Linked DNA regions of Mus musculus: all the other regions are linked to region 1. Evidence: chromatin contacts called from public HiCAR-type, HiChIP or PLAC-seq and promoter capture Hi-C data. All regions are on one chromosome and are shown on one strand. The core of a region is the stretch at or near the end of the contact, and the rest is flanking DNA. Distances in the headings are between cores, read along the strand shown. Region 1 holds the start of Pbdc1 (polysaccharide biosynthesis domain containing 1). Region 2 holds the start of Xist (inactive X specific transcripts). Region 3 holds the start of Ftx (Ftx transcript, Xist regulator (non-protein coding)). Region 4 overlaps Pgk1 (phosphoglycerate kinase 1). Region 5 holds the start of Taf9b (TATA-box binding protein associated factor 9B). Region 6 holds the start of Fndc3c1 (fibronectin type III domain containing 3C1). Region 7 holds the start of Lpar4 (lysophosphatidic acid receptor 4).

Region 1 (4,117 bases), core at 1,409-3,908:
CACAGTGCCTGCTATCAAATATATATCTCTGCTCAGGTCTCTCTCTGCCATATCGATTCTATGAGTCCAGTAAAATATTCCAACTCAGCCGGGCGTGGTGGCACACGCCTTTAATCCCAGTACTCGGGAGGCAGAGGCAGGCCAATTGTCGAGTTCAAGGCCAGCCTGGTCTACAAAGTGAGTTCCAGGACAGACAGGGCTGTACAGACAAACCCTGTCTCAAAAAAACAAAAAAACAAACAAAAAAAAGATATTCCAACTAAGCTCCTCAAATGGCACTCAGCTTTCCTCCTGTGTCTTCTAAGTCAGTAACAGCACCCTCCTCCCAGTTTTGCTGGAAAGCCTGTGGTTCACACTAGGACCCTAATTCTCCTTTATACTCCATATCAAATTGTTCTAGAGGGCATTATTCATTCTGCAACTGTCAGTGTTGTATCATCTACCCCCTTCAAGCTGGTCTGCTTCTAATTTTGTCTTCAAGTTATAACCTTCCACATCTTTTTATTGTTTGGGGAGTCCCTTGAACTCCCCTGAGCAACAACTTGAAGGGAAGTGTCCCAATATCTGACACCAGAGATTTTTGTTAAGCAGTCTGGATTGGAGGGAGCATTGTCACTACACTTGCTGTAACTTCATTACATTTTCATTTACATATATTAATTATATTACATATTTATTTTAAGCAAACCTAAAATAATGTTTCTGTAATGGCTGTGGCTTTTTCAATGACTTTTAGTTCTCTTTATCCCCCTTCCCTCCCTTTTCATCTGGATTGCCCTCCCTCCTGCTAGATAAAGCCTCTTCAGTTTTCTAATTGCCCAATTCGTTCTCTTCACCTTGCTTTATAGCTCATTTTACCCCTTCCCCATTCTCTCCTTTAACCTTCATGGTTTCTGTGTTAACTTCAGGTTCTACACTCACCTCTTAAGATTCAGATCTAGAATCCACAAATCAGAGAGAGAAAGCATTTAGGTTGTTTCCAATTTCCAACTGTTATGAACAGAGCAGTGATGAATGTGGCTGAGCAAGTATCTGTAAAACAGGACACTGTGCCCTTTGGATAGATGTCAAGGAATAGTATAGTTTTAGTTATACAATTTGGTAAGATTTCAGCACTACAATAATAATAATAATAAAAAACTACAGTAACGGCACCAAAACAGACTAGGAAATCAACAGAACAAAATAGAAGTCCAAACATGAATGCATGTAGTTTTACAGCATTCTGAATGCATTACCCTGAACTAGAATCAACTTGAAATGGATCAAATAGATCAATGTGAAACCTGTAAAGCTGGAACTGCTATAAGAATAGATGGGTGAAGCCCTACAACATATAGGTGTAGCAAGAGACTTTTGAGCGGGACTCCATTCAATTATGAATTAAGGCAAACAATTAACAAAGAAGACCTCATAAAACTAAAATACTTGTGTACAGAAAATGGAACAATAAGCTAATAGAGAGGAAGCCCATAGTGGGAGAGAATATTTGGCAGCTACTCATCTGATAAACTATCCAGAATATAGGAAGGAAAAAAAAAAAAAAAAAAAAAGGATTCCAGAAAGCCAAGGATCCAGTTTAAAATGGCTGGAGGGAGGGGGCAGCTCCAGATCTGAATAGAGAATTCTCAGAAAAACAAAACAAAACAAACAAAAAAACAAACAAACAAAAAACCCCAAAAAACAAAAACAAAAAAACGCAAAAAACAAAAACAAACCAAAAAAGAGATGAAAAATTGGCTAAGGATTATCGTTAAAACTTTAGCATCTATAGCAATTAGGGAAATGCCAATTAAAACAACTCTGAGGTTCATGTTACCCCAATTTAGAAAGATTAAGGTCAAGAAAACAACTGATAAGAAATTTTGGTGAGGATGTGGGAATGGGAATTCTTGTTCACTTTTGGTGAGATTCCAAACTCGAACAGCTTCTGTGGAAATGAGAGTGGAGAAGTCTCAAACAAACAAATGCCAATCCAAAACAAAAACAAAAACCCCTTGACTTGTGGTTTTTTTTTTTTTTTTTTTTTAATTCTCATCTCATTAAAATTCACCGTACAAAGCTCTTGACTGCAATCTGTTCCAGCTAGATTGTTCTTTGCAAGATATTCTAATGCCTTTTCACTAATACCTCTGCCCATGCACGTTCCCTCTGTCTTGAGTCTTTCTGACCTGCTTGGTTAAGCACCCATCATGACTCAGCTCAGGTATGCTCCCACAGTGTATAATGAAGCACACCTCGTTGTTACCTCACTCTGCTAGTTCTTCCAAAACAGGTAGCAAATTCTTCTTCTTCATCCCAGAATTCCACCGTCCTGCTTCTAGAACCTTGCTTGTAAGTGGTTAAGGCGGGCGTATGTGTGTGTGTGTGTGTTTGCGCGCGCGTGAACTGGAAACACGGCACACAAGGGATTTAATAACAGCATCGTTTAAAAATGTTTTTTTTTTCATATAACTTATTTTCCCCATTGATTTATTGAATATTCTATCACCTAGGCTAGAGGAACAGTGTTGCTAGGTAACAACACGCGTTCGCTGGCGCCTGCGTGGCCCGGATAAGGCGGAGCCACCGCTTCCTCTGCAGAGGGAGGGCGCACGCAGGCGCAGACGGAGAAACTGGTCTCTGTTTCCGCCCTATTGCTTTCAGTTAACTGTGAAAGCAGCGCGCGCAACAGGTCACTTCCGGGACGAGAAAGCCGCACTTACCTAGCGGCGACATGGATGCTGCCGGCGAAAGCGAAGAGCCGGTGAGATACTACTCTGGAGTTGGTTAAATACCTAAGTGGAGATGGGGTGGTGAGCGGCCCAAGGAGTCAAAGAATCGCTCATTCAGCTCCGCTTTTTTTTTTCTCCTCAGGTCTCTGGGGAAGCGTTGTCCATCGCCCATGCGCTCTCTCACCCTCCGGAGTCATATGGCAACGACGTGAGTATGACTCACCTCAACTTCCCGCCCACCCAGCTTTAAATTATAAGCTCCTTTACTGTTTGATATCTTCAGACTTTCCCACCTCAGCCGAAAATAGTACCTTCAAGTCAGTGTAATTGTAGTACTTTAGACCACGTGAAAGTGAGTCGCTAACTTTCTATGATTTAGAAACCACCTGGGAAGCCACAGCACCAGAGGCACAACCAGATTACAGCCCACAGCAGATCAAGTCATAATGTCTGGGGGAAGAAGAGCTAAAACATAGTAGTTTTTAGAGAACCTTTAAAATGAATGATTGCACTGCGCGGTAAAGTGGCACCGGTTTGTGGTGTGTGTCATTTGGACCTCTGTACAAATGTCGGGAGATAAGGGAAGAAAAAGACGACAGAGATAGCAGTCAGGATGTAATGTGTACTAGATGAGTGGTTCAAGCAATAGGATGGAAAGGGCTTAGCAGGAGAGATTTTTAAGGATGGAGGCAGTAGATTACATCTGGGAAATGTCACTGGAACTGGATCCTCAAAGTATAAGTGGACAGAAAATATAGATTCAAAGGTAGGAAAATGTCTTGGTCTAAGGTGGGAGGTGCATGTGTAGATGGATTTTTCTGGCATCATGAAGGGGACAGCAGGCAGGATGAAAAAGGAAAGTCCAGTGGGTACTTGTTCAGATATGCTTATATATAATTTAGCTACATCATTTGTTCTGGAGTTTTACAGAATGGAAAATTGGCTATCTGATAAAGACAAATGATGACTATAGCATTGCTACACTCAGGAAAGTGAAAAATAGTTTCACATGTATTTTTGTCCTCCCAACAACTCTGATGTATGTAAGTGGGTATATTAATGTAAGTTACGTTTAATTTTTTATATAATACAATATATATTACATATGTAATGATAAATTGTATTTTTATTTCATTTAGTATAATAGTTATCACTTGATGCTGGAGAAAAAGATGTCCAGTAGTTCATTGGGTTTTTTTTTGTTTGTTTTTGGTTTATTCAAGACAGGGTTTCTCCGTGTAGCCCTGGCTCTCCTGGAACTCACTCTGTAGATCAGGCTGGCCTCGAACTCAGAAATCTGCCTGCCTCTGCCTCCCAAGTGCTGGGATTAAAGGTGTGCGCCACCACTGCCCAGCAGTTCATTGTTTTTGTTATTCTGTATTGACAGTTTCTTTTGGTCACCG
Region 2 (3,793 bases), core at 972-3,471, 1.6 Mb before region 1:
TCACCAGTGATTTGTGATCCACTATGACTCTGGCCAAAGTCACCACTTATACCCAGTAGGCTTAGAGAACCGCTTGAGATCAGTGCTGGCTAAATCAGAGGCCAAGGTGTAAGTAGACTAGCCACTGAACAATACAAAGGAATGGAACGGGCTGAGTTTTAGTTTGCACCGCCACGTATAGAGCACTGTAAGAGACTATGAACGCAAGCGGATGAGTCAAATGTCCTTGAAATGGCCTTAGATACTTTTCTTTCTTTTAATAGGTGAGGTTTCAATGATTTACATCGACCAAGAACCCGCAGCCTCGGTCTCTCGAATCGGATCCGACATCATCCAACACTTCAGTGTTAGAATTGCAAGCATGCGCTCTCCCGACCTGGGCAGGCACTTCGAAAAAATGATGACTAAAGACACACGTGAAGTACCAAGCGAAACTCACGTCCTTATGGGACAGTGACTCATCACAGTCTAATTCCATCCTGGCCACCAAGCAATAATGCACATTTCTAACTGGAAGTCAAGCAAACACCAACACTTTCACACTTGTGCCCATTTCTGACGAGTTACGTCAAGTGGCAACCAACACTTCCACTTAGCCTTGCCTCAGCTTCGAGTGGCACAAGGTAGGACCAACCACACCCTACCATAATGCACCAAGTGTACCCTCGGGCAAAGCCCGCCAAGTAGCTAAAGCCCGCCAAAAAAAAAATCACTGAAAGAAACCACTAGAGGGCAGGTCACATGACTTCCGCCATCTTAGACACATTCAAGAGCATGTGCCACCTCTCCAGGCTAACTCAGACATGAAGCTGACATGTGACACACAAAGCCCTTTGCGTTATACCGCACCAAGAACTTGAGCCGCCATCTTTTCCTGTACGACCTAAATGTCCTATAATCCATTGCTACACACCAGAACAAAGATTGGGCTGTCGAGCCTCGGGTGGAGCCCCCGAGCCGCCATTTTATAGACTTCTGAGCAGCCCTTAAAGCCACGGGGGACCGCGCCAGGGGTCCATATGCACACACACCCTGCCCAATCCCCACACCCACGCTGAGCCCTATCCCCTAGTCCTCTGCGGCTTCCGCGCAACACCGCACACTAATACGAGCACTCCTTGGCTTTCTACTTCCGGCTAGCACAACCCCGCAAATGCTACCACAAATCAAGGCGAATCCCGCAACCCCGCACATATAAAGAAAGCCTTTAGCTAGCGCAGCGCAATTGGTTGCTTTTATCCAGTCCGCTGTGCTCCTCGGTGTCCTAATTCTTGGCGTAACTGGCTCGAGAATAGCCGTATCACGCAGAAGCCATAATGGCGGACGCGGGCTCTCCACGCCCTGAACACCCACTCAGTTTAAGAGCAAAGTCGTTTTTCTAAGCCATAGGTTCACTCACACAGCACCAAACGATCAGCAGCAACAGTACACGCAAATAAGAGGCATAGATATTCCAGGTAGTGCAATAACTCACAAAACCATATTTCCATCCACCAAGCGCCCCGTTGGGCCGTGAAAAAAAAAATTTAAAGCAGGTATCCACAGCCCCGATGGGCAAAAGAAAAAGAAAAAAAAATAATAACAGCAGGTATCCGAGGCCCCGTTGGGCATGGGAAAAAAAGACTAAACGCAGGTATCCGAGGTCCCGATGGACCGAGAAAGGTTTTTTTGTTTTTTTTTTTTTTTTTACAAAAAGCAGGTATCCATGGCCCCGATGGGCTAAGGAGAAGAAAAAAAGAATAAAAGCAGGTATCCACAGCCCAGATGGGCAAGTTTAGAAAAAAAAATAATAAGAAAAAAAAAGAATGAAAAGGCAGGTAAGTATCCAAAACCCCGTTGGGCATGGAATGGCGGGGAGGACACACAGGTATCCGTGGCCCCGATGGGCAAGAATATATAAACAATGAAAGAAAGGTAAGTCCACCATACACACACAAGTATCAACCAAAAGGCACAACAAAGAAATATTCCTTAAAAATGAAAAATTGACTGAAAATATTACAAATATCAAAAAGTATGGAGGACATGTCAAAAAAAAAATCTTACCAGAACATATCAAAACGTCAAAAATCTCGTGGAATTTTGATATGTTTTCTTAAATAAGCCATAAGGCTTGGTGGTAGGGGAACTAAAAATGTTCCCCCAAAGCTCCTTAGATGGAGAGAAACCACGGAAGAACCGCACATCCACGGGAAACGAGCAAACATGGCTGGAGCAAGCCGTTGCACGCCTTTAACTGATCCGCGGCGCTGAAGGCGGAGAGACCAGAAGAGGAGTGGCCACAAAGATTGCAATTCTGACATCTTATTGGACCTTTAGGTCTAACTATATTATAAAAAAATTAAAATGAATAAAGATGGAGGTACGTAAGCTCAGTGACATGACGCGTGAATTTCATTATTTTGCGCGATAATGAAGGATTATCCTATTTTACAGCTAAAAACGTTTATGTAGAACTTCCACATAAACATTAAATAATGTACATTAGGTCACACACCTGTCTATGCAAAATTTCAATATATCTTCTACTTGGACAAACCATGTATCGCTCCGCGTCTTGGACACTAGAAGTTCTTCTGCATTAGTTGGCGACCTCAGATGAGGAGAGGAAAGGGTAGAAATGCCTCACAAAATGGCTCCTTGGTTCCTAAATTATCAGAGTATTAGTTGTGACCGATTTGGTGGGCTTACGCTCATAGTTTTGGGTCATTGGCATCTTAGTCTTTCTCTGGGAACCTGGTGACTCCATACCTTGGGACAAAAACGCACTGAAGTACGTTACTCGCTAGCAGTAATGAAAAATAATTCCTAAATGCCAAAGCAAAGCCTGAGGGAATAATAGCTCATTGGTATCTTACTCGCCCCAGAGACACTGCTAACTTAAAAGAACTGTCAAATTTTGTTAACTGTCAAACTATGAATATCCACATGAAAGAGATCAGACACCCTGGGTATTAGAAAATCAAAGGATATTGTTGTCTCGTTGATTCACGCTGACAAATAATTCACAGTCTGTTCTAAGTTCCCTTTAGGCGTCCCATGAATAATAAAGGACACAAAATTGGTTTGCTTATGGACGATCAAAGTGCCAGCAATTCACTAATCTTACTATTGAGGTGGTTCAGGTAGGGATGGAAAAATATCTGCTACAAAATAAACTGTTTCAACAAAAGAAAAACAAATTAACAAGTAAATAAATGATGCACACAGACTGAATAAACCAGCAGGTGGCAGCATGAATCTTTCCAAGGCATCTGAAGCCAAACTTGGAGTGCAAAAGGATTCCTATCTGAATTGAGAAGTAAAGGTTACTTTGTCTAACTTTAGTTGACAGAGCGATCAGGATCAGAGTAACAAGCACACCAAAAGCATCACCAGTGAGAAGTCACATAGGACATATTAGGGAAAAAAGACCCAAGGAAGGGCTCTTCACAGCTAAGAGCACCTGGCTCCACGATGGATATGGCTTTGTATAAACGAGAACTTCTAAATGAGCTGTACAAAGAGAATTTAGAACTTGCGAGGTACTGGTCACAGATTATGCAAGCCAGTGTATCATTTTTGTGGGGATGCTAGAGAGAATCATCAAATTAAAGAGTTAAATTTAGTCTCTGTGTTTTACTTAGTCCCAATTCTTGCAAACCTCATCATTCTTTCTCACACCGTGTACATCAAGGTATGTCAGGTTTCGGGGACACTTTTTAGTCTTATCACAAGAAAGCATGAAGGGATATGTGCTAAAACTCAGTTCCTGGGCTGGAGAGATAGCTCAGTGGTTAGGAGTGCTGACTGC
Region 3 (3,777 bases), core at 227-2,726, 1.5 Mb before region 1:
AGTGTACTCCCAGACTAAAATGGCGATTTGAGCGAAGGACAACTTACCGAACCCCTCGCTATTTCGCAATCATAATTACCAGAACGTTCCGCGTCTCCCTCCCTCCCTCCCAGCCAAGCCACTGGCAACACGCACGCGCAGTTCTCGATACCTAGTGTTAAACGGCCAACATGCTCCCTCTTACGCATGCGCACTTTCATTCCCGCGCAGAGGCCTTCTGCTTGCAGTGAGCATGCGTGATTTCACCTTCTCTCCTCTCTGCCCCACCCTCGCCTAAGGGGCCACGATCTCCCGTGCCAGCAGAGTCCTACCCATCATGTCACGCTTTCTCAAGGGTACTTGAGCGCCACCACCTGGTGATATGGTTCCTCTTTTGGCATCCACGCAAAGCGCGCCTATCTTTACTATTCTCCCTTCTCGTGTATGATTATATATATAATATATATACGTATATGTGTATATATATATATTATATATATTATATATATAATCTCTGTGGCCACTGCGTTCTGCTACTCTGGTGAGATAACTCTGTGAAGAATATATATACATATATGCGCATATATATGTATATATATTCATGCCGGGTGCATCTGCACGTGTTTCTCGCCAAAGTTATGCCCCAGTGTCTAAACCATATCATTAACAACAATCCTTAACAGGATTAACTGTGATAAACTAAGTTACACATGGAATTAAAAAAACGTCGTAGGCGATAAAGCATATCCCAAACCCAGATGGAATCCGTCAGCAGCCTAAGGGAGAGGCTACTTGGTAGACGGATTCCTTAATACAGTTAAAAACCCTCCAACCTAAAACCACTGAATCAGAGTCCGGCGTGGTGATTTACGCCTGTAATCCCAGTTTAAGCAGGAGAACGGCCGCGAGTTCGAGGCCTGCTGCTGTCAGTCTCAAACTACATTCACTCACCCCCAAGGAAAACAAAAAGCGGATGAAGCCTAATCCTAAAGACTCATCCATTTGATTCACCCTTAACAAATGAAGAACTCGAAAGTTTTTTTTGTTTTGTTTTAAATAGATGTCAAACAAAACAGTGATGCTCAGGTGCCTTAAACCTGCTTAGAGAAGTCTAAAAATCTTTCATAATATTAAGTAATGCGCAACATCCTTTTGGAGGGCTGGGGATTCGTACTGGCCTCCAGTTCTCCCTCCCCTCAAAGGAGAAAATGCACAAATTAAGGATCTCCCTGACACAAGTTCCCTCCTCCGCCCTCCATGTTACATTTTCGTCCTTCGTCGTTCCTTTACCTCCTGCTGAAGCGAGTGTCGCAGTTAAAATTCTTACGGCAGGCAGTGCCTAGAGGGTGGAGGGAGCGGCGGCATAGAGAGCCGTGCCTGGGTGGCAGCAGCGATGACTTAACGGCGATGAACACCAGGTACGAAACCTGCTATACTTGCGGCCGCGGCGCGGATGCCACGAACCCACAGCCTCTCCAGGAGCGCTGCGCTGTGCTGCAACGCATGCGCCGCGCTCCTCCCTCTCCTCAGAGCGCCCCTCTACAACTTACAGCAGCCCACTGAGTCCAGTACTCAGGTCCCTAGCCCACACTTCTTTTCCTACCTCTGCTCATACCGGCGTCCACCACCCATCCTTTCCTCAGCCCCTTTTCTAATCAATAAGTCCCCATCCTTTTTAATTTACCATCACATCTCACTACTGTTATTATTCCCTTTCTGGCTCACCCTACAATTCTTGACCTTCTCTGCTTCTCTGGAGCTCTGCTAGGCCCCCTCATATTTCCTGATGTACCCAATATTCCAAGTGTTTCGAAAACAAACAAACTAACAAACCAACCAACCAACCACTGGCATGGTGATAAGTGCCTGTAATTCCAGCGATTTATAGACAACCTCACCTCCATGACAAATTCTAGGTCAGCTTGGACCACAAAAGATCCTGAAGGAAAAAAAAATAGCCTCCACCGATCCGGGGGGTTGGGGGAATGGAAATATACGTATGTAGATTTAATTGTGGGCCCAAGTTACAAAGCCTGAAGAAAAAGTCTTTTTCTAATACCTGGAACCAGAACTCTTGGGGCAGGCTATTTTCACTCTCAGCATGTTGTTTCCTGTGGAGAATCTTGAGTTTTAAGGGTCTCCTTAAGATCCACTCCCCCTTCTTATTCAGCCCTGGATCTTGAGAGATCATCCGACTGGCTCCTGCCTGTCTATCTATCATTGCATTGAATTGTGAATTTTCATGTAGAGCATCAAAGCACCAGAACCATACAAGTAAAAAAGAGTGGGGGAGGGGAGGAGGAAGACAAAGAAGAAAAAAGGAGGAGGAAGAAGGGAAGGAGGTCGAGGAGGAGGAGGAGGAGGAGAAAAGGAAAAGCAGTCCCATGCCTGCATCTGAAACAATATCATGAGCAGAATAGAAGTAGAAGGCAGGGCCATTGGATATATTGCGACACCTAATGGACATATAGGTAACATGCATAAAAAACCCCTCTGATGTTTCAGCTTTAGTAAGACATCCCCACTTTGACAATTCCCTCCCTGGTTTCTGAAAGAGCTTTTTCTTTGAGGGGGAAGGGAGTGTGATGGAAAAGCTCTTTTCAGCCCAATTTGAGCAATGAAAGAAGCCTTTAAGCTAAGTTTACCTGGAGTTCACTACAAAAGTGTTAGCTCACATCTCGAACAAAGTTGTACTCATGCAGAATTAACAGGCTGTACTTACAAGCTCCAAACTAGGTCTGGAGAGATGGCTCAGACGTCAAAAGCACTGACTGCTCTTCCAGAGGTCCTGAGTTCAATTCCCAGCAACCACTTGGTGACTCACAACCATCTGTAAAGGACTCTGATGCATTCTTCTGGTGTGTGTCTGAAGACAGTTCAGTGTACTTATATAAGTAAAAGTAAATAGATCTTTAAAAACAAAAAACAAAATAAAGTTCAAACAATTTTTCTTGTAAAACAAGCTTAGTTCCATCTGAAGATTCCATGTAAGAGAGTTTTTCTTGATTGCCACCAGGGGAAACAACATATTTGTTCATCTGACAAACTGTAAACATAAATAGAAATGTTAGAAATCATCTCTAAATTTCCAAGATATCTCTTTCCTAGAATTTAATTTCTCTGATATTTTTAATTATAAGAGATAGGAACAATTGTAGTTTAGGGTTTGAGGATGTGGCTCAGTTGGGAGAGTATTTTCCTGGACATAGCTCTGGCTTCAGATGCCCAGTACTACTTAAACACACCTGTAATGTCAGCATTCAAGAAATAGAGAGAATGATCAAATACAAGGTCATCTTCAGCTACATAGAAAGTTCAAGGCAAACCTGGGATATATAACACCCTGACCATAGAAAGACAGAGAAACAGAGACAGAGAGAGACAGAGAGAGAGAGAGAGACTGGAGAGATGGCTCAGCACTTAAGAGTACTGATTGCTCTTCCAGAGGTCCTGAGTTCAATTTCCAGCAACCACATGGTGGCTCACAACCCCATCTGTAATGAGATCTGACACCCTCTACTAGTGTGTCTGAAGACAGTTACAGTGTACTTATATATAATAGATAAATAAATCTAAGAAAGAAAGAAAAAGACAGACATAGACAGGAAGAAAGAAAGAAAGAAAGAAAGAAAGAAAGAAAGAAAGAAAGAAAGAAAGAAAGAAAGAAAGAAAGAAAGAAAGGAAGAAAGGAAGGAAGGAAGGAAGGAAGGAAGGAAGGAAGGAAGAAAGAAAGAAAGAAAGAAAGAAAGAAAGAAAGAAAGAAAGAAAGAAAGAAAGAAAGAAAGACAGACAGACACA
Region 4 (4,070 bases), core at 1,166-3,665, 1.1 Mb after region 1:
TGATCGATAGTTGCTTATCATTTCTCAAAGTGTGGTCCTCAAGTATCATTTTGGGAAATTGTTTTTAAAAGGCAAATTTGGGGTCTGGAGAGATGGCTTAGCAGTTAGGGGAGAGTTAGGTTCCTAGTTACCCACATTGGGTGACTCACAGCTACTTATACCTCCACTTCCAGGAGGTCCAATGCCCTTGCTGGCCTCTGTAGAACACCATATACACACACACACACGAAAATAAAAATAAATCATATAGACCAGGCAGGGTGGCACTCACACTATCCCTGTACTTGGGGACAAGGGCCAGCAGGTCTGAATTTGAGGCTGGCTTGATCTATATAGCAAATTTCAGGCCAGTCAAAGTTCATAGTAAGAGCCTGTCTCAAAAAAAAAAGGCAATAGGAATGGGATCCAACACGTTTGAGCATGGCTTCCTGGAGATCCCATACATGCAAGGTTGAACACAGCTGATCGGGTTCAGTGTTTCTCAGTCTCTATTGGAATCTTAAGGAGTTCTAGCTGTGACAAGGCTATTTTTATATTGTGACACGTATAGTACCACCAGTTCCAGTGTGCCACTTGTTTGTGCACACCCCAAGTTGTGACAGTCTAAAATGTCCTCAGACATTGGCACATACTCTCTGATAGGCAGAATCACTCTGGGTTGAGAACCACATGTGGGTCTTTACTGTTATAGTGCCATTAAGAATGTCTTTAATTAAGCAACATGAGGTTTTTCCCTTACTTGATCTTCCATAAAATTGAATGTTTTTATCAAAGGCCATATACATATAAGTTAAAGGGAGCTAAAGGGTACATTTTCATTCTGGTAGGAACTTTGTTTTTCAAGGCAGGGTTTCTCTGTAGCCTTGGCTGTCCTGGAACTCACTTTATAGACAAGTTGGCTTTGGACTCGACAGAGATCTGCTTGCCTCTGCCCCCCCAAATGCTGAGATTAAGGGCGTGCATCACTACTTACTGTCTGGTCCTAGAAGAAACTCTTGATCAGCATTACATGATGGTCTTGGTGGAGGTGATAGTTGTTCCTAGCAAATTTTCTTGACTTTTATCCTCCTTTGAATTCTACCCTCCAGGGCTTGGACTGTGGTACTGAGAGCAGCAAGAAATATGCCGAGGCTGTGGGTCGAGCTAAGCAGATTGTTTGGAATGGTCCTGTTGGGGTATTTGAATGGGAAGCCTTTGCCAGGGGAACCAAGTCACTCATGGATGAGGTGGTGAAAGCCACTTCTAGGGGTTGCATCACTATCATAGGTAAGGGCTCCTGTGCTAAACACGTGGCAGAGTTTTATGTTCAGGGGAAAGGCACATGGGGAATGGTTAACATTTTCTGGGTCTCTTGATTCTGATAGGTCATAGATGTGTCACTCATAGGGGGTCTTCTTGATGGGAGGAGTTCATTAGCTCCATTTTGGGGTTGGGAACCACAGTTAGTTTTGGTGCCAAAACATTTTCCCCTCTGTTCATTCATCAGGTGGTGGAGACACTGCCACTTGCTGTGCCAAATGGAACACAGAGGATAAAGTCAGCCATGTGAGCACTGGGGGCGGTGCCAGTCTAGAGCTCCTGGAAGGTAAGCTTGGTCTCTGTGTTTTGGCTTCTTTGAAGGCAGGGTGAAGACTGCATTCTGAGAAGTGGGGCAAAGAGTAGAGAACTTTAACTTTTGGGCAGTGCTGTCACTAGCAATCACATTAACTAGGGTAGCGCAAGTAAAGCCGCGCGGTGGGAGGGGTAGGTAGGAACTCATTTTAGTTGACCTGGGACCCGGAATGCCATATAACATAACTTCTGCCATATAACCTAATAAAGAGCTGGTAGATGTAGCTTAGCGGATCTTATAGTAACGCTGTCTCTGTTTGTGCTTTCTCAAAAACAGGTAAAGTCCTTCCTGGGGTGGATGCTCTCAGCAATGTTTAGTATTTTCTTTCCTGCCTTTGGTTCCTGTGCTCCTAAGTCAACCTAGTGTTTTCCACATCTCCATTTGGTGTTAGCGCAAGATTCAGCTAGTGGCTGAGATGTGGCACCAGGAACCCTTAAACAGTTGCACAGCATCTCAGCTCGTCTTTACTGCATCAGGATTTGTCTGTGTTCTTCAAGATCCCATTTAAATTCCTTAGTGACTAAAACCATTGTGCATTGTAGAGGGCGTCTATTTATATTCTGCCTGAGAAAGGAAGTGAGCTGTAAAGGCTGAGCTCTCTCTCTGACGTATGTAGCCTCTGGTTAGCTTCGTCACTCACTGTTCTTGACTCAGCATGGCAATCTGATGAAATCCCAGCTGTAAGTCTGCAGAAATTGATGATCTATTAAACAATAAAGATGTCCACTAAAATGGAAGTTTTTCCTGTCATACTTTGTTAAGAAGGGTGAGAACAGAGTACCTACATTTTGAATGGAAGGATTGGAGCTACGGGGGTGGGGGTGGGGTGGGATTAGATAAATGCCTGCTCTTTACTGAAGGCTCTTTACTATTGCTTTATGATAATGTTTCATAGTTGGATATCATAATTTAAACAAGCAAAACCAAATTAAGGGCCAGCTCATTCCTCCCACTCATGATCTATAGATCTATAGATCTCTCGTGGGATCATTGTTTTTCTCTTGATTCCCACTTTGTGGTTCTAAGTACTGTGGTTTCCAAATGTGTCAGTTTCATAGCCTGAAGAACGAGATCAGCAGCCTCTGTTCCACATACACTTCATTCTCAGTATTGTTTTGCCAAGTTCTAATTCCATCAGAAGCTTAGATTATAAAGAGTCTGGCCTGGTGTTTGCTTATAATCTCATCCCTGGGTAGTGTGGAGGAAGAACTTCATCCTTGCCTACATAGTGAGTTTGGCCAGTGTGATCTGAGACACTCTCTCCAGCCCTAGGGTTTGTTTGTTTTTTTTTTTTCTTTTTTTTTATTACGTATTTTCTTCAATTACATTTCCAATGCTATCCCAAAAGTCCGCCCCCCTCCCCCCCCCCCCCCACTCCCCTACCCACCCATTCCCATTTTTTGGCCCTGGCATTCCCCTGTACTGGGGCATATAACGTTTGCCTGACCAATGGGCCTCTCTTTCCAGTGATGGCCGACTAGGTCATCTTTTGATACATATGCAGCTAGAGTCAAAGAGCTCTGGGGTACTGGTTAGTTCATAATGTTGTTCCAACGATAGGGTTGCAGATCTCTTTAGCTCCTTGGATATTTTCTCTAGCTCCTCCATTGGGGGCCCTGTGATCCATCCAATAGTTGACTGTGAGCGTCCACTTCTGTGTTTGCTAGGCCCCGGCTTGTTTGTTTTTTATTATATGTAAGTACACTGTAGCTGTTTTCAGAAGCACCAGAAGAGGGCATCAGATCTCATTACGGGTGGTTGTGAGCCACCATGTCGTTGCTGAGATTTGAACTCGTGACCTTCAGAAGAGCAGTCAGTGTGCTCTTTAACCGCTGAGCCACCTCTCTAGCCCTGAGCCCTAAGGTTAAAGTTAGGATTATAAGTACCATTTTTTATATGTGTAATATGCTATATTTTTGTCATTTTATTTTTCTTTATACCTTTTTTTCTTTGCTGGGCATGGTACACTTTGATCCCAACACAAAGTTCAATACTGACCAAGGCTACCAAGTGAGACCTGTCTAAAAACAGAAAAATAAAACAGTAATTTTCCAAGTTTTTTTATGCTATTGATTAATTCCAACACCCACTAAAAGTATGACCATTACAGTATATGTGAACACATCAGATAGTTTGTTTTTAAAGTGTAGAAATCTGCTGGAATCCTTGGTGCCTCTGTCCCACTTCTTGGCTGCCCTACATTGGACAGGTGTTGCAGGGGTTTTCACCTTGGAAACCCTTGATTCCATTTCCCCCTCTCTGTTTACTCTGCCGGGAGTTACTGTGGAGCCCAGGCTGGCAAGGATGGGCTTCCAGATTTCATTTTTTTTAATTGGATGTTTTATTTACATATCAAATGTTATCACCCTTTACCAAAATCCCTATCCCATCCTCCCTTACCCTGCTTCTATAAGGGTGCTCCCCCTCCCACCTACCCACTCTTCACCATCCTAGCATT
Region 5 (4,156 bases), core at 55-2,554, 1.1 Mb after region 1:
GGGATCCCTTGGAACTTCCGATCCTCTTGCCTCTCCTTCTCAAGGGCTAGATTACAGTATGCATAACCAAGACTAACCTAAAAGCACCTTACTATTTATGCTCCCTGGTTTTTAAAGGTTCCGCTAATTTCTGGAACCTTTATGAATTTTGGTTTTAATCGCTAATTGTCCTATTCGCATACTTTACTTATGCGGACATGCCATATCTAAATACTACAACCCCTTAACTTGCGCTCCTTTTTAGTGCTTTACTCATCTCTAGATTAGTAACAACTGCTTTTGGTTTAAAGTGTTATAGCAAACGAGCTTCTCTAATTCATGAGGTCAGGTTTTGGGTGTATTCACTTATTTAACTTACGGAAAGCAAATTCCAACATTTGATTTATAACCCTTGGCTCATACTCTGTGATTCCCATATCCTTCAGGATCTGTGCCATCACCTGTGGATTCAAAGAAAGACAAAATGCCAGACGGAATGCGCGATGTTAAGTGAAAGAAATCAAGGCTGGATGGAAGGCATATTTTTATATGCAGCAAACCGTTCCTCCTTGTGCCTCTCCCAGTGTTTGCCTATCAGTGATCACACAAAATCAGGCATATGTTCTTGCTGAAAACTTTTAGCAAGGGTGGGAGCAAAGGCACAAGAATGGCCTTTACCGGCTTTCCAGGCAGAGGTAGGGGTGGGTCCAGCTGGCTGTCATTTTCGGATCTGTCAGCGAGGGAAGCTACTAGCATCAGAACCCATGTCGCAGTCAGGGAATCCTCGTGAAGCGAGGAGGCTGCGGACTTGTGGGTGGGGGTGGCCTCGGGCCAGCGAGACAAAGCCCCGCGGCAGCCCTTTGGAGGGGCTCCCCAGGAGCAAGGACGGAGCCCCAGGGACAGGGGGACTCCACTGCCCTTTCCCAGCCACGTCTACCGGCTGCAAACGGCGCGCGATCCCCGCCAGGCGCTCGGGCTCCCCCGGCAAGCGCTCGGGCTGGCCTGTCTCACAGGTCCCAATGCTACGGAGTGCGCCGGGCCCTGCTCCCCGCGCGCGCTTACCAAGGCATCTCTCGGAGCGTTCTTGATAGGCGCCATCTTGGCCGGCTCCATTTTCTCTTGCGGCTCCTCAACCTCGGAGATAGAGCTGCAGGCGGTTTCCACCTCGGTCTGGCTCCACCCCTGTGGGGGATGGAAGGCGGTCCTAGCACGCAGCTCCCCGGCCGGGGCTGCTTCCCAGCCGCCAGCCCCCACCTGTGTGGACTTGGCTACCCGGGGCCCATGCAGGTTCGGAGGTGGAGAGGTGCGGAGGAAGTCGCCCTAGCGATGCTCAGCGACTCTGCGCCATGCAGCGCCAGCTCCCCTCCGACCATCCTCACTCCCACTTAATGCCCACTGGTCCTCGGAGTTTCCTGGAATTCCCTCAGAGGCCCTTCCTCCACTCGGCCGCTGGGTGAACATGGTTCTGGCAAACGCGACAGCCCGTTCCATTTGAATATCACATTAACAACGAATGTGTATCACCACCTCGGCACACAGGCCATGTTGATACTGCAAAATTAGTTGCTCCTTAGCTGACATCCAAATTTAAGTGGGCATTAGGAAATCTTTTTCAAATCTGGGAACCCTACCCAATAGACCAGAGGTTTTCGACCTGCGGGTTGCGACTCCTTCGGGGTCGAACCACCCTTGCACTGGGGTCGCATACGCTGTTTACATTACAACTCATAACAGCAAGAAAATTACAATGATAAAGTAGGAACAAAAATACTTTTATGGTTGGGGGCTCACCACAAGCTGAGGAACTGCATGAAAGCATCTCGAAGGGGGAAAGCCACTGCAGTAGATCCGGTTCTTCACACGTGGGGATTTGGTCTAGCCTACAAAAGCACCGGCTTCCCTACGTCCTCACGGTCTGAGGGGCTCCAGCCTCTAGGGTGGAAACTGGACTCTTTTTTGTCTCCCAGATTGCCCACTCCCATATATATATATATATTTTCAGAATAGGGACCGGCTAAGAGAGGTTTCGAGCGGTTAAACGCTCTTCCGGCATGACAAGTCTGATGACCTCTGAATTCCACAAATGCCCCTGGGCGTGAGTACCCCGAGGTTCACGAGGTTCACGCCATGGCTTCTACTTCCCCTACCCTTAGAATTACGAAGTTAACAGTCTCTGGTTTAAAACGAGTCCGAGAATCCCGTTCCTACGTTTCTCAACAGCCCTGTTCTCTTCCGCCTTCGAAAAGGTTGCCAGGACACCTGGATCAGACACAACCAGGCCCATTAATTAGCGACAAGTCCTATCAGGGTAACTTCACAAAATTACATCCCATCTCGTTGGTACCTAGCTCTAGAGCGTTGATAGTAGCATCTTTCCGCCGACCGCTTACGAAGATTAGAGAATTAGGCCTACCAAATGAGGCCCTTTCACGTCCTCACAACTGAATGGGCCTCGTAGTTATAACAAAGACTGTTTTACTTAAAATTCTCCAGGAGTACCTCTCACAGATTTAACATTTCGGGGCTTAGCGAACCCTTCAGTTTAGGTAGGGCAGTTTACCTCATCCGAGGACGACTCCTCCTCGACAATCTGGTCAAACGCATCCGACTCCTGGTCAGCCATCTTGAACTTTGATGCTCTTGCGGAACCCACGCTGACGGCTCCCAAGCCCCGCCCCACGCACCCCGAGCCCCGCCCCCTGCTCCCCCCTCGCAGCCCCCCGCCCCACGTGCCCTGAGCCACGCGCCCTGCTCCCCCGCCCTCGCAGCCCCCCCTCGCCCTGCTCCCTAGCTCTTCCTTGTCCCGCCCGTAGCGTCTTTTCCCCACTCGTAAGCCAGCTGACCAGTGTTCAAAACCAACGATTACCTTTTCAAAGCAAGTAGAAACTAATAAATGAGTAGTTTGTACCTAGTATATAACAATTAAAAAGAAAAGAAAAAGCGCCGTTTAATTCCTACAGTTTTGACTTAAAACTTGTCTATGCAAAATATGAGAGTATCTTGTTTCTATCGTCTTTCCCAAAGTAAGTTATTTTACTTTGCTGTATCCAAATGTCCAGAATTACTTATCTTGTGCCTTGGGACCATTTGTTGGTAAAATAACAGTTATTTGCCCCCACGCACTGCAGCAGCTCATATGACAACTAAAATAGTTACTGACTCTTGGGTGAAATCCGTGTATAGCTGAGTGCACTGGACGAAGGGATGACTCAATATGGAAGGACACAAGAATTTAATATACTACTGAGATCAGCTTTCGATTTATGATTCATGAATCGTTAATTTCTGGATTTTTTTTTTTTCCGAGACAGGGTTTCTCTGTGTAGCTCTGGCTGTCCTGGAACTCACTTTGTAGACCAGGCTGGCCACGAACTCAGAAATCCACCTGCCTCTGCCTCACAAGTGCTGGGATTGAAGGCATGCGCCACCACTGCCCGGCTTGGAATTTTTTATTTAATAAATTTGAATCATGGTTGACAACAGGCAACTGAAATTGTGGAAAGCAAAAAAACCAAACCAAACCAAACCAAAACAACCCAAGAAAACAGATTTAGAGAGATTACTGTAAAGAAATTAGAGTCCTGTTTCACTCTGATGCTTTTTCTGGTAACTTTGTGTGTTCGCGCGCCGCGCGCGCGCGCGCGCGCGTGTGTGTGTGTGTGTGTGTGTGTGTGTGTGTGTGTGTCTGTGTGTGTGTGTGTGAGTGCTCTGAAGTTATTTTATTTTCAAATACAGACAGCTCTTTTATTTTTCTTTTTTGAATGAGAGTTGTTTCACAACCTACACATAATGTCTGTGCTGATTAGGGTTTGTTTTTGTTTTCGTTTTGTTTTTTGTTTTCGTTTTCGTTTTTGTTTTTTTTGACAACTTGACACAAGCCAGGGTGTCTGGAAGAAGGAACCTCAACTGACAAAATGCCTCTGTAAGACTGGCCTTTAAGGCAAGTCTTTGGAGTGTTTTCTTGATTGATGATTGATGTGTGAGGGCCCAGGCCATTGTGGGTGGTCCACTGCTGAGCAGATGGTCTTTAGTTGTATACAAAGCAGGCTGGGCAAGCAATGGGCAATAAGGCAGCAAGCAGCACTCCTCTGTTTTCTCTACTTCAGTCCCTGCCCTGACTTCCCTGAATACGATGGAGTACAACTGTAAAATGAATAAATCCTTCCCTGCCCACGGT
Region 6 (3,858 bases), core at 1,090-3,589, 1.4 Mb after region 1:
AATTATGCTGAACATCAAAAGTATGACCAAATACAATACCTTAAATTGTACATTTCAAAAATTTGAACTTTTCCATAGGTGAATTACTTTTAACCCTTGAATCTTTTAATCAGAAAACTACTCGCTTTTAACAAAGTCACAAAGAATGTATGTTTAATAAGTTTAAATCTGTCCTTTAGCTTATTTAATTCACTCGAGTAATTACAACATAATGAAAATTTGTGAAAAATCTGTTTTCATTTTGAGTGAAAGTTTTGGTGATAGTGTCAAACTCTGATTTTAAGTCACAGCAAAACAAAGGAAAGCAAGCAAAGAAAATTGAGTGAACACACAAGTGCAAACCTTCTTTTGTGTGAAGATCCGAGAGATCATGAGAACTGGCAAGTCTAAGCAGCAGATCATTATAAATTTACTTTTCCTGAAATAGTTCTAGAATAAATGTCATTATGAACTGCAATTGCAATTTATAGCAAAGGTCCAATATAAGAGAAAGGACGTTGAGATTTCGTTTTCTTGGTCAATCTAATTTTCCTAGACTAGAGCAGAAGGACATTTTTGCCTAGAGCTTAAAACTGGACTTGAGGTCCTAGGACGTCAGGATTGTATTAGTGGGCACAGGGCAATTTAAAATAAGGGGTGATCCTGCCATTATAATCAGGACTTCAGTGCAGTGAAAGGTACTTACTCTTCTGCTAAAATCTGGCCCCTAGCAGTGATGAGCTGCACGGAGCCGGAGCCACAGTGGTCTGGAAAGACTTCTACGCAGGCTTGCTTTGAGGTGGACACAAAAGCAGGTGGAAAAAAAATTCACCTAAAACTGTGCTTTACAACCCTGCCATTCAGGCTGCTGTTTACCATTCAGTCTGCTATTTACTGTTGAATGAAAAAGTTGGTATTAGGCATTATTTAAAAAAAAAAAAAAGAACATTCTCAGGAGACTACCTTTAATTTGCTACCCTTCATGAACATTTTACGTCTTGATGAATGATTAAAATTAACATATATCTCGCTTGTGGAGAAAAACATGAGCACAAGTTTCTGAGAACGAATTTTCCGTTCTTCACAAAACAAAACGCAGGGTAACAAAATATTTACAAAACTAAACCATGAACGCTCCCTGGTATTCCTGTTACGCACTCTATATGACACAGATATTACTTTAAGAATCATATTTCAAGTATATTCATTATGTGGAATGTCAAAGGAGGGGGCAGAGTGCGCCAGAGCCGGGCAAGGCACAGGGAACTTTGGTGCGCAGTACCCAGCCTAGTACCCAGTAGCAAAAGAGCTGTTTTCTCCTTTTTCAGGTGTTTAAGTTTTAAAGAAATGTTTAAATTCCTTAATCCCCTTTAATCTGTCAGAATAATGAGAAAATAATTACGAATTTCTTAAATGAATTTGGCATCAAAATAATTTCCAAACAATTAATTTGTTTGTTAAGTAGACAAAATTCGGGATGAAAAATTTCCAACTGTACCACCGGGAAGGAACCAGACAACGTGCTTCCGAGTATTTCACAAGGCAACTCATTCAAGCAAGCAAGCAAGCAAGCAAGCAAGCAAGCAAGCAAGCAAGAGCAACAATAAGAAGAAAATAAGTAGAAAGTTCAAGAACATTACCAGTTAGTTTTCTTCTAAGTTTTGGAAAAGTTTACATCCACGAAAACAACGATACCCTCAAGGCGCAATACCAAAGTACAGATATAAAACAAAACAAAATACCAACGATTTTTCAACAATCTTTCCACCTTAAGCCATAAATACTTATCCCATAGGTGGCTAAATAAATGATGCCCAGCTCAGGGCAATCCTCTTGTGTACATTCCCCAAGGAATCGAAATTTCTCCCCCTAATAAAGTGAGCACCTAGTTCACTTACCAGTCAATGTATAAACGAAAAAGAAAAAGGAAAAACAAACAAACAAACAAAACAAAACCACAGAACGGAATTAGAAAAGATTTTCTGCAAAGCGTTCACAGAGAGTAAGAGCTCCGAATTCTGCAACTAATTGCACACAGAAAAGTATAGATAGTTGCTACAAAGTCAAGGAGCATACCTAAGCAGATACAAAAATGCTTCTCCAAAAGCCTCGCTCTTCATTCAGGTACTTCTCGATCTGACTCCAGATAGCAAGAGATCCGGCGACAGTGACCGATTCAAGATTAAGAAAAGTAAAAGACCGGGCTGGAAAACAGTCACAAATACAAAGACAAGCAAGTGAAGCTAAGCGAAGAAAGGGAGCTGGCGGGACCTATGGGGCAGGCCACCGGACGCGAGGCACAGGAGAGCAGTAGAAGGTCCATGCGGCACCCAATGGCTGGAGGGGACCGCGCCTTTTACATGGTCTGAATGGAGACGAAAGCCCAGATGTAGGAGGAACTTTCGGTGTCCTCTTGCCCTCCCCCCACTCCCCGATCCCAAACTCAGAAACTCTTCCCTCCAAAAATATCCCCTCACCTCCTCGAGTCGGCCCCAGCAGCGGTGTAACCCTATCCATCAGCATCCCAGCAACAGGCACATCCAGCCCCTGGCCTGTTGGCCCCGCCCCGCCCCGCCCCCTCGCCCCTCGCCGCCCCTCCCTCACCGCCTCGTGCTTCTCTCGCGTTCCATCCGGTCACCACCGCACGGTCCGTGCCCCCTCCGCGCTCACCCGGCCGCCTGCTCACGCCCCCTTGGCGGGGTGGCCAGCTCGCGTCTCCAAAGACGCCAACAGCCGTTGGGGGTGGGGGGTTCGGGGGGTGGAGAAAGAAAGGCACAAAGTTAGGAGCTACAGCAGCAGCTGTTCGGAGCCCAAAGGCTGAGAGGGGAGGGGTGAGAAAGAAAAAGTGACAGGAAAAGAAAAACAAGAGTGGCTGGGGGCCCGCGCCCCCCGCTGTCGACGCAGTGGGGTCACAGGCCCGCGGCCCCAGGAGGGTACCAACAGACTAACCAGGCCACCAGGTCAGGGGAAAAGGGAGGGAGGGGGCGGGGACTGGCCGTGGCTCCTTGACCGCCCCTCTCACCCGGTGCTGACAAAGATCCCATTCTTTCCTATTATCCCTGGTGGGTCTTCTCTGTCTTTTAAGCCCCTGAGCTTTTCCGAAAGCCCTGGACCTCATTGCTATAGTGTGCAAGCAACAAGTTATTTCAGGAACAACTGAGAGTGGTGGATTGAGCACTCCTAGATTTCAATGGCTGAGGTTTTCGGGCACTGAAAGACCTCTGCTTCTGAGGTCTGCTCAGGGCAAAATGAGCCCAAAGTGAGTGCCAGGCTGGGTGCAAGGGAGCTTGTTGGAAGGCATTGCCCCCCTTCCCAACCACAGAAGGAATACCACTCATCAAACTTTACCTACTTGCTCCTCTCTTGCCTTTTTTGCATTGTTTTTGAGGTCTCTCTGAGCCTGAGAACTCACGAGTGACTGCAGTGGTTCTCATTTTTCTTGGCTAAGGACTGTCAGTTGAGAGAGGTTCCCATCCCCAAATCTAGATAGTTCTGAGCCCTACTTTGACTCTGCAGGCGGTCCTTAGCTGGTCCCAGATTTGTCCCATACAGCTGCCATCCTCTGTTGCCAGGCTTTCTGAAAGAGGGTTAAAACTCATCGATGGACATCAAAGGACACTGACTCAGTGCGTGTCTACCCCCCAACCCCCAGGCCCGGGTATGGAAAGCTACTGCTCTGAGTTCTTTCATATGAGGGCCTTTTACCTCTTTGTATACTACGCTATTCACTCATTTGCGCAATCGTGGGACCGGCCAACCTTTTCTTCCGTTCTCTTGTGAGATTAGCACTCCCAATTTGCAAACCTATCTCCTTGGTCATTTTATTGTGTGGATTCTGTTTCGTAAGGGTCTGTGGCAGCTGCGGCCCCAAAGTGAAAG
Region 7 (3,955 bases), core at 74-2,573, 1.8 Mb after region 1:
AGCCAGCAAGAAACAGAAAACAGGGATGTGGAAGAGGAAGCTGTAGAAAAGAGATTTTTTTCCAGAGTCAGTAAGGCTAGTGTCAACTTCACAATGACCTGTTACAGATGGTTAGTAAGGGAAGCTCCAAAACAGGTCTGAAGGGAACGTGAAGATAAGCATGGTACACATTTTATTTGGGATGTAGCTTAACTATGTAGATTGAAGTTATGAAGCAGCAGATGGAGGTTCTCCCATTCATCTGGGGGCCATGGTTCTGCCCAGAAAAAGGGAAGCAACGAATCCCTGCCAAGGGGTTTCATTCCTAAGAAGGGGCAGGACGTTGCTGTTGGTGGTGGTATTGGCAGTGTTTGGAGGTAGAGGAGAAAGGGATGGGCAAGGGGAGGAGTTTCTGGTAGTAGGGAAAGGCTAGCAATGGCTGTTACAAAAGGGAAGTTTCCACAACAAACTCAGACCAGGGAGAGGGAGGAGAAGAAAGAAAACTGGAGGCCAAGGGGGAAGCAGTGTGGTTGACCAAGGCAGTCCAGTCTACCTATAAGGTTCAGAGCTTGTCTAGGGCAAACGTGGGGTAGAGTAGAAGGTAACAGCTCTCTATGAACAAATTGCATCTGAACTATTTACTTTTAGTAAACCTCCGAAAATTTCATGGCAATTACACTTCCTGCCATGCAGTTATTTAAGAGAAATGGCTTTCCTTCTGCTACTGAGCTTTGCGTGGATCATGTAAGGCGAGTGTTATAGCTCTGGGCAACTTCACTAGGACAGTCTGAAGGCATTTTTTTTTTTCTGGCTTAAGTAAGTGACTATGGTATTGAATTGAATTTTGTTTTGGAGAGTGACAGAAATTCAATTATGCAAACTGTGATAACCATGCATTTCCAGTTGTTTTTTTTTTTTTTTTTTTTTTTTTTGCCTTTCCCCCTGCCCTCTCCTTAATTCTTACTAATAGTTTTTGTGATTGTTTTAAAAAAAAAAACTTAGGAGCAAACAGGGCTGCTCCTCCCAGTTTGGAGTTTTGTCTCCTCCTCCTTCTCATTAGAATTGTAAGAGGGTAGCGGTCCTGCTGCAAAGACAGGCAGACAAGCTTTCTCTGTGAATTAATTGGTCAGGAAAGACACTTTTTATATTGTCAAGTGGCACTTAAGCCACTAATTCTTGACTGTGAAACTGCTTTTCCTGGGCAATGCTCTTTAAGGAAAAACTTCTTCAGTCCAGCGATTGGTGGTGACTAAGGGAACTATGAAGCACAGGGGATTGGGCGGGATCACGGCTCCTAATAATGCCTCCTTATCCAATGAAAAGCATTTCCTATTGAGACCCCCAAGAGTTCCCCCGGCGGCCCTCGGCTCCAGCAAGACTTTGGGCCTTTTCTTGTGTCCTGTTTGTTAAAGGCATGCGGGCTCCAGCATTAAAGAGGGCTAGTCCTTAACAAAGGGAAAGCGATAAATGTAAATAAGCTCACATTTTCAGAATGAGCGGTTTGCAGTAAGGAGCTGCGGCAGCCCAGAGTCTGCTCTTTTTGGGCTGGGCTAACCTTTCCCTGTTTTTTGTTTTTTGTTTTGTTTTGTTTTTGTTTTTTATGGATAAAAATATGCGCTTCCGAAGTGCGAGTTGCCAGTTTACACGTTTATTAGCTAACTATCTACAGGCATGAGCACATTCTCTCATCTAGCACACTCTTTCTTGGGGTAAGTCTCTTTGAGAAAGATTTGATTTTGGCGTTTGGGGGTGGGGGATGGTGTAAGAAACTTCAATCGAAACGCTGATGCTTTGAGTGTTTGGGGAAAGAAGTTAGACTTCAGCTCTGAAGTACTGAACAAGGATCATCGTGTTGAATGGTAAAAAAAAAAAAAAAAAAAAAAAAAACACAAGAATTTCTATTGTTTTGGCAGTAAATACTGTTTCAGTGGGAGAGAGACAGGATTTTCAGGCTGTTGTTTCATGTAAACACAGTCCTAAAGAGCTGATTCAAAATCACAGGGTAGAATAAGTTAGAAAGTCTTTTGGCTAGCATTATATTTCTTTGGTTTACAAAAGATTGTGAGCTAACGTGGCTTTTATTATGATGAGGTTTCTTCTAGTAAAACTATACACTACATGCCTTTGATGCTTAATTGATTTATGGAGAATGTGACATTTGCTATATTGAATAATTCATGAACTGCCCATAAAGGAGGAATCATGTTTGAATGAAAACTGAATTCTAGCATAAATAGAATTTTCTATTACTTGTGAAATTACTTGCTATTTGCCATGTAAATGCAACACAATGTGACATGTCTAAAATTCTCTTGCATATTATAAATATTTTAAATATTTTTAGTGAAAAAGACTTGTTGAATTAATTAGTATTGTATGCTAGGTAATTTCTGTTTGGGAAGCAAATACAGCATTGTAATTTATCATGATTTTTGTGGGGGGAGAAGACCAGAGAAATTGAAAAAATTTGAGTATGTCAAAAAGCTTGATAATGTTATTCACTTTGCTGCTTTACCAAATAATGCATCTTTCTTTTCCTTGACTAGCATAAAAGCTTCAATAGTAACTTATAATCAAAGTTATCCAGTGGCTTTTTCACATGTTTATTTTTTCAGAGCAAACTCCCAACAGCTTGCCCCAACAAAAATAGATTATAAATCCTTTTGCCTTGTTGCAAATGAGAAGTTGCACTCTTGCAAAGGATGAGCTCAGCTGATAAACCTCATGGCTCCTACATTCTGAAGCACCTCCTGGCTGCCAATCAGAGATGTGAATGAAAGCCCTTTTGGAACAACCAGGGCAGCCTTTCAGAATGTGTATTCTCTAAGTTAAAGGGAGGACTGGGAAGATGCCTTATAGCACCACTCAAGCCAGGCTTAGACAAAGTTTAATCTATTCAATTCCCTTTGTGGGAGAAAATGCACTGAAGTTTGTTGCTCTTGCTGTGATTTGGTCACTGTCTTTTATTCTCTGTCTGTCAACATATACAGTCTGTTCTTGGCCCTCTGGAGTGGGAACTAAAAAAACCCTTATAATTGTCAATATTGGTACTAAAAATTGGGAACTTCATAAAAGGCCACTCAGCTCTGAGAATCCATTTTCAGCTTTTAGGGGATAAACAACTGATAAGAACAGTGAATAGTCTATTGTGCAGAGTTCTATTCTGGGGTAGGCTGTTGACCCCACACTTTGAGGGCAAGGTGTTCAGGTAGGGGGGACTAAAGAGCTGAGACCTCCACAATTAAAGTTGATATTGAATAGGCAATTCAGAGGACAGGGAAGATGAGAGCACGAGGAATGTAGGAATTTAGGATGTAAATGTCACCTTGCTCTATAAATTTAAGCTTTGGGCAGTAATTAATACTATTTATTTCTGATATTCATATTAACTTAAATTATTGCACTGGGTCTAATAAAATGTAATGACTCTTGTCCAGGCTTTTGGTCTTTTTAATTTTTTAATTAATTAATTTATTTTTTGTCATGACAAGCAGAAGCAGGTGAAAATAACTGACAGACAGGAACAGCCAGTGAAGACACTACTGTGGCCCCAGTTGAAGGCTTTTTTTCAGTCAGGGCCCAATATGGAAAGTGAAGAGAAACTGAGGCCTAGAAAATAGCTTCTGCTAACTGTCCCACAGTTGACTTGTGATGAGGATACTAAATCAATCTTAATTATGCAAACCTTGCTTATTTAATTTTCTTGTATTCCAAAAAAAAGAGACTCTTATGTATAGTCTACATCAAGAAAAAAAAACATGAAAGAAAGAAATGCTAATAATCTCTGTCTTCTTTTAATGCAAACCAGTACAATATTGATTTAATTTCAGGAATATTACTGTCTGGAAGACAATGGAAATCAATTCTTTTTAGTAATAAGTTGATCTCTGTGACTTAAAGTTGTCTGTTTTACTTGTTTATTTTGTTTTTTTTTATGTGAAGAAAAAATCATTTCAAGAGGGTTGTTGGTCCATTT

The links. Promoter capture Hi-C pulls out the DNA fragments that hold promoters and counts their contacts. HiCAR-type assays count read pairs that join an accessible place to other places. HiChIP or PLAC-seq counts read pairs in DNA pulled down with a chosen protein or histone mark. Capture Hi-C pulls out chosen DNA fragments and counts their contacts.
Region 2: a HiCAR-type map of astrocytes shows a contact between it and region 1, with 6 times the contacts expected there. The contact joins the promoter of Xist here to the promoter of Pbdc1 in region 1. A contact is called at or near these places in 5 of 39 promoter capture datasets (erythroid cells, frontonasal cranial neural crest, hippocampal neurons and 2 more), 4 of 484 Hi-C or Micro-C datasets (CD4 T cells and CD8 T cells), 1 of 115 datasets of contacts at active chromatin or transcription factors (astrocytes) and 1 of 9 other capture datasets (liver).
Region 3: a promoter capture Hi-C map of erythroid cells shows a contact between it and region 1, with 22 times the contacts expected there. The contact joins the promoter of Ftx here to the promoter of Pbdc1 in region 1. A contact is called at or near these places in 5 of 39 promoter capture datasets (cranial neural crest, erythroid cells, hippocampal neurons and 2 more), 3 of 484 Hi-C or Micro-C datasets (B cells, CD4 T cells and uterus), 5 of 115 datasets of contacts at active chromatin or transcription factors (T-cell acute lymphoblastic leukemia, astrocytes, embryonic forebrain and 2 more) and 1 of 9 other capture datasets (adipose tissue).
Region 4: a contact with region 1 is called in an H3K27ac HiChIP or PLAC-seq map of embryonic stem cells, with 8 times the contacts expected there. The contact joins the enhancer-like site here to the promoter of Pbdc1 in region 1. A contact is called at or near these places in 6 of 39 promoter capture datasets (the 3T3-L1 cell line, the C10 cell line, embryonic stem cells and 2 more), 2 of 484 Hi-C or Micro-C datasets (Th1 cells and embryonic stem cells), 3 of 115 datasets of contacts at active chromatin or transcription factors (the 230-238 cell line and embryonic stem cells) and 3 of 9 other capture datasets (adipose tissue, liver and pancreatic islet).
Region 5: a promoter capture Hi-C map of adipose tissue shows a contact between it and region 1, with 5 times the contacts expected there. The contact joins the promoter of Taf9b here to the promoter of Pbdc1 in region 1. A contact is called at or near these places in 1 of 39 promoter capture datasets (erythroid cells), 1 of 484 Hi-C or Micro-C datasets (B cells) and 2 of 9 other capture datasets (adipose tissue and macrophages).
Region 6: a promoter capture Hi-C map of embryonic stem cells shows a contact between it and region 1, with 4 times the contacts expected there. The contact joins the promoter of Fndc3c1 here to the promoter of Pbdc1 in region 1.
Region 7: a contact with region 1 is called in a promoter capture Hi-C map of stem cell-derived epiblast-like cells, with 4 times the contacts expected there. The contact joins the promoter of Lpar4 here to the promoter of Pbdc1 in region 1.

What each region holds. Positions count from the first base shown.
Region 1 is chrX:105,077,098-105,081,214 of GRCm38.p6, forward strand. Pbdc1 (polysaccharide biosynthesis domain containing 1) reads left to right here and starts at 2,659. Exons shown (of 6, transcript NM_026312.5): 1 at 2,659-2,746; 2 at 2,857-2,922. The coding sequence starts at 2,717.
Region 2 is chrX:103,481,012-103,484,804 of GRCm38.p6, forward strand. Xist (inactive X specific transcripts) reads right to left here and starts at 2,222. Exons shown (of 8, transcript NR_001570.2): 1 at 1-2,222. It also overlaps Tsix.
Region 3 is chrX:103,622,278-103,626,054 of GRCm38.p6, forward strand. It overlaps Ftx (Ftx transcript, Xist regulator (non-protein coding)), which reads right to left and starts at 1,477. Exons shown (of 11, transcript NR_028381.1): 1 at 1,270-1,477.
Region 4 is chrX:106,201,351-106,205,420 of GRCm38.p6, forward strand. It overlaps Pgk1 (phosphoglycerate kinase 1), which reads left to right. Exons shown (of 11, transcript NM_008828.3): 9 at 1,089-1,266; 10 at 1,487-1,585; 11 at 1,889-2,349. The coding sequence ends at 1,929. Among named protein-coding and RNA genes, the nearest start is that of Pgk1, 16 kb to the left of the region's middle. Within about 2 kb of position 2,416, at least 2 of the 459 cell types and tissues checked have an H3K27ac peak or open chromatin away from gene starts, as enhancers often do. A contact at or near this core is called in embryonic stem cells, where this site is marked.
Region 5 is chrX:106,218,538-106,222,693 of GRCm38.p6, forward strand. Taf9b (TATA-box binding protein associated factor 9B) reads right to left here and starts at 1,305. Exons shown (of 7, transcript NM_001001176.2): 1 at 1,042-1,305; 2 at 359-440. The coding sequence starts at 1,092.
Region 6 is chrX:106,482,890-106,486,747 of GRCm38.p6, forward strand. It overlaps Fndc3c1 (fibronectin type III domain containing 3C1), which reads right to left and starts at 2,340. Exons shown (of 27, transcript NM_001007580.1): 1 at 2,056-2,340.
Region 7 is chrX:106,919,302-106,923,256 of GRCm38.p6, forward strand. Lpar4 (lysophosphatidic acid receptor 4) reads left to right here and starts at 1,324. Exons shown (of 3, transcript NM_175271.4): 1 at 1,324-1,688.